2 separate regions of the Columba livia genome follow, and region 2 is linked to region 1. The links are chromatin contacts, called in public Hi-C maps. All regions are on one chromosome and are shown on one strand. The core of a region is the stretch at or near the end of the contact, and the rest is flanking DNA. Distances in the headings are between cores, read along the strand shown. Region 1 overlaps HS2ST1 (heparan sulfate 2-O-sulfotransferase 1). Region 2 overlaps HS2ST1 (heparan sulfate 2-O-sulfotransferase 1).

The links. A called contact is a pair of places that touch in the nucleus more often than the background predicts.
Region 2: a Hi-C map of crop shows a contact between it and region 1, with 4 times the contacts expected there. The contact joins two enhancer-like sites. A contact is called at or near these places in 2 of 2 Hi-C or Micro-C datasets (crop and liver).

The regions. Positions count from the first base shown.
Region 1 is chr8:26,374,115-26,378,101 of bColLiv1.pat.W.v2, reverse strand. HS2ST1 (heparan sulfate 2-O-sulfotransferase 1) reads left to right here. Exons shown (of 7, transcript XM_065071191.1): 3 at 3,573-3,658. Among named protein-coding and RNA genes, the nearest start is that of SELENOF, 64 kb to the left of the region's middle. Within about 2 kb of position 1,856, at least 1 of the 3 cell types and tissues checked has an H3K27ac peak away from gene starts, as active enhancers do.
Region 2 is chr8:26,463,107-26,467,172 of bColLiv1.pat.W.v2, reverse strand. All of the region lies in intron 1 of HS2ST1 (heparan sulfate 2-O-sulfotransferase 1), which reads left to right. SELENOF (selenoprotein F) reads right to left here. Exons shown (of 5, transcript XM_065071249.1): 5 at 2,038-3,047. The coding sequence ends at 2,916. Among named protein-coding and RNA genes, the nearest start is that of HS2ST1, 13 kb to the left of the region's middle. Within about 2 kb of position 1,647, at least 1 of the 3 cell types and tissues checked has an H3K27ac peak away from gene starts, as active enhancers do.

The DNA.
Region 1 (3,987 bases), core at 607-3,106:
TACATGATCTTGCTCCCAAATGTATTCTAAACCAGTGGCTTCTGAGAGGATAGCACCCTCATGCTGACTGTAGTACTTACTTCCTCTGGTGAGGGTTTCGATGGCTGTCAGAAGTGGAACAAGGAAAAGGTCGCAGCGACTCTCTTAGAAGTGGAAGTACTGCTGTGTGCTTCTGAATATTTAAGAATTTTTCTCTTGGATTTAAATGGCCTAAAGAGAACTAGTGTCCACTGCTGTACATGTGCCAATGGTATTTTTCCTTCTGAGAAAGACATGTTGATGCGAGGCGGGTATCCTGGCTCTACTGTGGCCGAGCTGGTGAACTCTGTCTTTTCACCATCTCACAAAATTGCTGCCCTTGCCTTGAGCTTCCTTGTGGTTTCTCATGGCATACAGCTGAAGGTGTGCTGCTAACCTGTGTCCAGTGTTCTGACGCTCAGATTCAGAGCTAACAGTAAGTTATTAGTCTGTATGACATGTGGATAGCTGAGCTGCCAGTGCCTTCCTGCAGAGGGATTCTGATTCAGTCATCCCATCATGCTTGGCCTTTAAATGTGAGTCTGAGATTTCCTTTGATAGGGACACTATGCTGGTCTTCAGTCCTACTTGAGAGCCCTTTTTTTATAGTTCAAACGGAAAATCCTCATGTGTACTTACCAAGCTGGGCTTGTGATAGTCATCCCCCCAGTTATTTTTGGTTTTAAGTCAGCTATTCAGGAATTGACAAACAAAACTGGAATGTAATGATGTGAAAATCTGGGTCTTTTTTTGATATCCAAAAGTCCATGTGATGCCAGGCCACAGGGTAATGACCACCATACCATCTCTTGGGGGTATGTGTTCAGGCTGCAGATAAGAGGGACTGTTGGAAGCAGTTAATGGACAGAGATGACAGCTTACAGCATCACTTCGGTTTGCATGCACAGATTACCCAGGGCTTTTTGCTCAGACCAAGTGTGCTGGTTTGGTTGTTTTTTGGTTTGGTTTTGTTGTTTGTTTTTTTTTCTTTAGGCTCACTGGCACTTGTTTTAAATTCTTATCGTCCTAGAAACTGAATGTATTTAACTTACCTTTCAGGACATCTTACGCCCCCAGAGTACGTTTGATCTAGCTTTTTAATTCAGTGAAGCTCTGCTGATTTCTCACTTACTAAAGGCTGTGAAGCAACTTTGTACCTTATGATATAAAAGCACCATGAAACAACTTCACAGGGATTCCATATATGTCTATCTGAACTTTTAAAGTAACCTCAAATTTTATTCAGTTGGGTTCAGATGGAGAAGCTTGCTCAGTCTCTTGAAAGCTCCAGTATCTGCTAAGCCCTGGAAAGAAAGGTAAAACTGATCATATTTAACAGTATGAAGCAGCAAGCAATATTCATCTCTGCCCTCAAATGTGTGAATCCAGACTCATTAGGCTGTGACCTGGAACAGTTCTGATTTTTTGAATGCTGCAAACTGCGGGAAGGTAGAAATAATCTCTTTTCTAAAGGCTAGTTATAGGTGTTAAAATCTTCCGTTCTCAGAGGCACTGTGTATTGGTGGTCCGTCTTAAGGCAGATGTCAATGTCACAGCTGTCTTTTTAACCCTTCCTAGCCTTCTCTGAGCTCCCCTGGTGTTAAAGTTAATAAGAGGCTAGAACATCCACCCTGTGTTCATAAAAAATATTTCTGTAGCAGACAATGACATTGTAAAACAAAGACAATGAAGGATTTTTTTAACTATTACTGGGACATTTAGGATTTGATGCCGTGCAGTGGCATGGGGATCTAAGGCAGAACTGACCCTTGGGATTTGGCACTTAACATTCCCCTGTGTCTAGTCTTAGTCTGTTGGCTTGGTCATGGAAACATAACTGAAATGTGAGCTTTAGTACACATGCTGGACTACACACGATGGGCAGCACAACTGGTTTACCTGCGGAGTTATATCAACTGTCTGTGACATTTTGGGGCTTGAGTGTGAGGGAAGGGAGGATAATACATACTTTGCATTTAGGAAACTTCTTTCCCAGACAAAGAAATATTCATTGCTGAGGCTTTCCACTGAAAATGTCCTGTTGTTAATCTTTGAAAGCTGCAGTCAATGCAAGTGTGGTTTGTTTCAGTAGCACTAAAAGTTCAATGGGATTCAAAGGCTCATAGATGTATTATCAGTTTGTGCTGTGGACAAAAGCAGACAGAAAGCCAAGTAAGCTTGAAACATTGTATAGCATTGTGCAGTGCTTTTTATGTAGATTTGCCACAATTTTCACGTGCAATATATGGTTGAAATCATGAAATGCCACAGACTGTAAAACTTGTACACTGAAAAAATGAATGCTGCCTCTTGTTAAGAAGTAATATGCATTTCTTTTACCTGAGAGTCCAAGAGCAAGTGTTTGAAGAAACAAGTAAAAGTTATCAACCTCTTAAATCCCAGAATGCAAGTTGGGCACATTTGAAGGAACAGCAGCAGGCCAGTCTTGCCTCTTAATTCAGGGCACTCTCAATCCGTTAGACTGTACAGAATGTTAATGTGTTGTCTTGAGCTCTCAAACTTTCCGTTTTTTGACTCTCTTGTCTCACCTCAGTATCTTCTTGGTTATCTATATGTCACTGTATAACAGTAAAGATATTGTAGATGTGCAAGGAATGCTATCTTCTAATTCTCAGCTTCCAAAATGGCATATCGTTGTCAGACAGCTCAAGCAGTACAAATTTATCATCTTTTCTTTATTATCCAATTCACTAGTTTTGAAATAACTTTCACAGTTAAATGCTTTGATGTTAAAATATTCTGTTCATCTAATAAAGCCAAGCTATATCAGGATTTGCATGTCCTACTTAATTTGATCATACTTTCTGGTTTAGGGCATGTATCATATTTTGTTCTTTGAAATGTAAAGCTATTCCTGTTTTTGTGAAATTTGCTGATAACTGCTTTATCAGCCCTTGTTTAAGGGCTACTTCATGCTTTAACATGGAAGTTTCACTGAGTTGTTAGGCTAAGAGAACTATTCAAAATGGTAAACTATAGATCGAATTTACACTGTATACATACGTAAAATTTGTGGGTTATTCATGCATTGCATTTTGAGATGGGGAAGCAAATCAACCATCAGATTTGTTTCTTATGTCCCAGTAAAACAGGTCTAAGAGCATGTTTGCAAATCTAGTACGCTTTTATTTGAGGGACTAAATACAGATCAGATGATTCCATGTACTTGCATTTCTGTCTGTTGCTGAGGGAATTCCACATTCCTTTCAAAGGACAAATGCAATGGGCTGACAAAAACGTAAATGGTTGTCTTGCTAATGTTTTCGTGATAGCTTTCCTTGAATTGCCCTTCTGATTGTTGTATTCTGCTTTTGTTTAGTTTCTGATCAAGTTCTAATGAGCTAAAAAGAGGCATCTTTATGCTTGCACAAAAGTCTATTTTAGTTGACACAAATTCTTTGATGATATTCAAAATAGACTTCTCTTTTCCTAATGCATTGGAAGATTTTATTTACAAACCAGAAAACACCAAGTATGGGGAAACTTAATGTGTTCCAGCTGTACAGAAACCCTTTCTGCTGTCACTTTTACAGGTCCGATTTGTGAAGAATGTGACTTCCTGGAAGGAAATGAAACCAGGATTTTACCACGGACATATATCTTATTTGGACTTTGCAAAGTATGTTACCCTTGGATTTATCTGTTGAGTAGCGTAGTGGTTAAAGTTGCTTGGCTCCAACTGGGATATTACTGCCCTCTTGTGATGGCAGTCTGATAGCTGCCGTTTTGAAAAATTCACACACTGAAATTCCTGTGATGAGCAATGTTTGGGTTTGATTGTCACCGTTTTCTCTTGTCTTTTTGCATGATAAAATGTAGCCGAGTCTCATTTCAGAACTGCTGATGTGCTGGGCTTAGTGTTCCTTGTCTGAATTTGACAAGCTGGTGTTACTGGAAAGCCTGGCTTTCTCTGGAACACCGGCAGTTCTGCCTTAGGGTCAGTTTGCA
Region 2 (4,066 bases), core at 398-2,897, 89 kb before region 1:
ATTATTATTTTTTTAAAGCACTTGTATTCTCTCCTGCAGGCTGAGTTGAGGAGTAGATGGACGCTCCATGGTTCAACTCAGCCATGCATGCTGGCTGCTTTTATTCTTCCTTTCAGTAAGGCTCTCAAGATTTGGCACAACAAGAGCATTATATAAGACTAAATAATTCTTACATAAATCTGAGTGAATGCCTTTCATGAAGTACTGAGTGCTCATCATGGCTATAAGTAAAAATGAATCACTTCCTTTTTAAAGGGAAGCTTTAAACCTTGTATTTTGTGTAGTGCCACAAGCCAAAATAACCTTTTGAGCTCTTTGAATTTTCACAGCTGCAGACTGGAGGGAAAAAAGCCCCACACTGATAAATAGAAACTCAAGAATTTCCAAAAGAAATTATTCCCCACTCCAACTGCCTCTTTAGGCACAAAGCCCAGCTCATTTTTGCCAGAATGGTAAATGTTCCTATCATGTGTTTGTATGACCAAGAACCCGAGTATCTAAAGGATAGGATGAGAAAGAATAAAGCAGGGACAGTATGAATTTGGTACTTAAAGAACAGCATGGAGAACAGGTCAAGAAGTATAAGTAATGAAGCTTTTGCTGGAGGCTCATTGAGCAGGTTCAGAGCTCAGCAACAGAATCGTGGAAGACTCTCAACATGTTCCTCTATATAGGGAAATACAGGGATGTACCTCATGCATGCTTTTAAGCTAACAGAATAAATATCTGTATTAAAAGACAAGAATAGTATGTGGAATAGGAATTGGCATATAGGGAACCTAAGAGGAAAAGTGAGAGAAAATGTAATTTCCAGTCTCCTGGATGAAAGTGAGAACCAGTACTGGGAAAGATCAGAGGCTGCATGAAGAACGCTGGGACTGCAGTCATTAAACCCAGCCTTGCTGGAGGAGAAATTCTTTGGCCTGTCATCCTCCTCTGCTACGGGATGCTTATCTCCTGGTGCAAGAGGGAGTTTCTTGCTTCAGTGAAAGACAAGAGTGGGAATGAAGGACCCGGCCTTGAAGAGGAAGTTTGTGCAGTGAAGTAATGGGCTGGCAGCTGGGAGACATGAAAGAAAAGGGAGGCTGAAGGTCAGAAACCCAGTGTCCATCATGTCAAGGAGGAGGATGAAGGAAATGCTGAGAGAGAAGCAGTGAGAAACATTTGGTAAATAACAAATGGAGCAAACAATCTCTCCCTTGAGTGGTAAAGAGGACCTAAGGCTGGGGAGAAGGAAAAGGTTAAAATGTTCTGTTAAAACAGATAAATCATCACCACAGAAACTGAAATCGCTTGTTGGCAAACACGGGAATGAGAAGTATGGGATATAGTCAGTATATTAAAAGACCAGTGGATGGCAGCACATTTTTACTACTGAAATACTGGGTTGTCACACCACATGTTTTGGTTGTAGCTCATCTGCTGACTAATACATCACATGTCGCAAGAACAAATCCACGTTTGACTCCGATAAGCTGGCACAGGCACAGGCTGCAATGACTTGTGCTTCTTGTGTAGAGTTCATGTTTCTCTAAGCCAGTGGTGGCCACTATTGTAGTTGTCCCACAGCCAGTCACGTGGGAGACCAGCAGCAGGTTTGACAGGGACAGGACTGAAAAGCAGAGAATAAGAGCGAGAGAGACATCAGTGGGGATCACGACATGAGACCAAGCTGTATGCACCTTCTCAGAGGTTATAAGGGTATTTCAGGAATAAAAACTCAGGAGCCTATGCCTAAAGAATCACTTTAGTATATTACTTCTGATAATTTAGTGTAGTATGAGTCCCAAGTTTATTGTTCTGCTATGAAGCTGATGATTTTTTTTTTTTCCTCAAAAGCTGGGAATAAAATCTGTGAGTTGTAGAGAATTTTCTTGAGATTTAAAGCTATATATATATATGGAGAGAAAAACTGAGTACCCATTCAGGCCATAGCATAACACCCATCCAACCAAAATCTGTTGTGCATTAAGTAGTTAAATGGAACACTCATTTGCTAATTAGACTTCAGAAAAAAAAACCAACACCACGTTATTCTTGCTTTTACCATATTTATTCACTCTAAGTGGAAAAAAACCTGACAAGTCATAATGGTTTTGACTCATGACCATACATACCATCTATATTCCCTGTTCACATACATCTCAGCCGACAAAGAAAAATATACGCTTTAAAAGAACAGTTTATAAATTGATTTGATAAACAGAGTTCCAATAAACTTGTGAAAGTCAGAAGGAAAGGTTTTTCAAGACTTGTATCTCATGTTTTCTGAAGCAAAACACTTAATGTAAAGCACACTTGACATCTGACTGCCATACACCTCGGTGGTTTTCTATGTAGTCTTCACTAAAGTGTACTTACTAAATGTTTCACTGTACCAGAGCATGAGAGTTCCTCCTTCAGCTTCAAAACCTGTGAACTAGATACTCACTGTAAACAATGCTTCTACAAAAAGGACAGTTCAAATACAAAAGAGAAGAGGCCATTAGCGGTCAAGTTTCTCTGGGAGAGAGAGTACATTGCTTTTGCTTCTGACTTTCTTATAAACAGCAGCAGACAAAAGCACGGTCAGCATTTCACTTATTATTTGAAGCTCTTCAGTTTTAAGAGCATTTGTAAAAACAGGTCCAATTATAACAAAGTGATATTTACATAATTAACTTTGAAATAAAGCATTTTGTTAGTGATAAACGCATTAAGAGCTGAAATATATTAAGATGAGCCATTCTGTTTGTCAACTGGTCAGATATGCATGCTGAAGCTTCCTCCTCTAATGACAAGATGTCCAGTACAGCACAACAGATATTTTTAAATTAATATAGAAGCTGGAATGATTTTTTTAAATTGCAGCACACCACATGTGAGGAGATCACCATGACAAAACAGGAAAAGGAAAAAGGACTGAAAGCAATGATTTATAGACGTTCTAACTTTTCACTTAAAAATTCTTCCACGCTATCTGTATTCCACTTGAGGATGCTCAGTTCTTCTGCAATGTTCCCATTGTCATCCAGCAGCTTTAGTACAGGGTCAGAACCACGCACATACTGCAGGGAACAAAATAAATCAGTTACCTTGGGCGGGAAATGCATCGTCCGTATTAAGACTTCTCTTCCCAGCTGATTTACATCAGTTAAAAATATGTCAAAGCAAGAAAAGTAAAAAGAGTGATGCTATGCAGTATGAATATTTAAGAACAGAGCACTAAATAAAATCAGAGTATTCTGGGCAAATCTTGGCAATACAATTTGTGCTGTGTTCTAAGCTTTAAAAATCCAAAGTTTAGAACTCTTAAAAAACCCCCAGACAGACAAGGCTGGTTGTTCCTGACAATGCTTAATGGTATAAATATTTCAGCACGACATATTTTGTTCTGATTTTAAGAATTTCATTACTGGAGTGTTTAATAACAACACATTCTACTTTCCTCGTTTCACAGGAAATTAAAACACATTAAGAGCAGCGAATGTTTATCTTGAGATCCAGAACAGAGTTACTTGCCTTAAGTAGAACAGGTAGGAAACAGCTTCAGTTCAGACTCCTGACTTGCATTTAATGTCAAAGAGAGGAAAGTGGAGGGACAAGCCAAATGAGATTTTGTGTCTGTGTGCAAAACATCACTTGTTCTCCTTGGCCTACTACACAAGCTAATGCATATGCAGGGCAGCAGTGCCATAAGCCCGGCTTTGAACAATGGTATTCTACCTCAGCTGTTCTAAGTTACTGAAGCTGGATTTTTGAATTAAGCAGCTGAATGATTTTCCCCCCCCCATTTTAGAAGTTTCCAGTCACTTTAACAGCTTAAAGTTCTCCTATCAGTTTCTAATGTGATCACATTCCTTCCTGCTGTGTTGTATCTATGCCTACTAGGCTTTGCTGGTAACATAATGCTTTAATGCTTCTGAACACTCACTAAGTCACAAAATATGTAATGCAAATAAAAGCTTTTAGCAGTATTAGAAGGCTCTAACCATTTAAGTTTATGGAAACATTTCCCCAGGAGTATTTTACTTTACCCTATTGAGCTAAGCTAGTTGATTTTACTTAATGAAGCCAGTGGCATCTC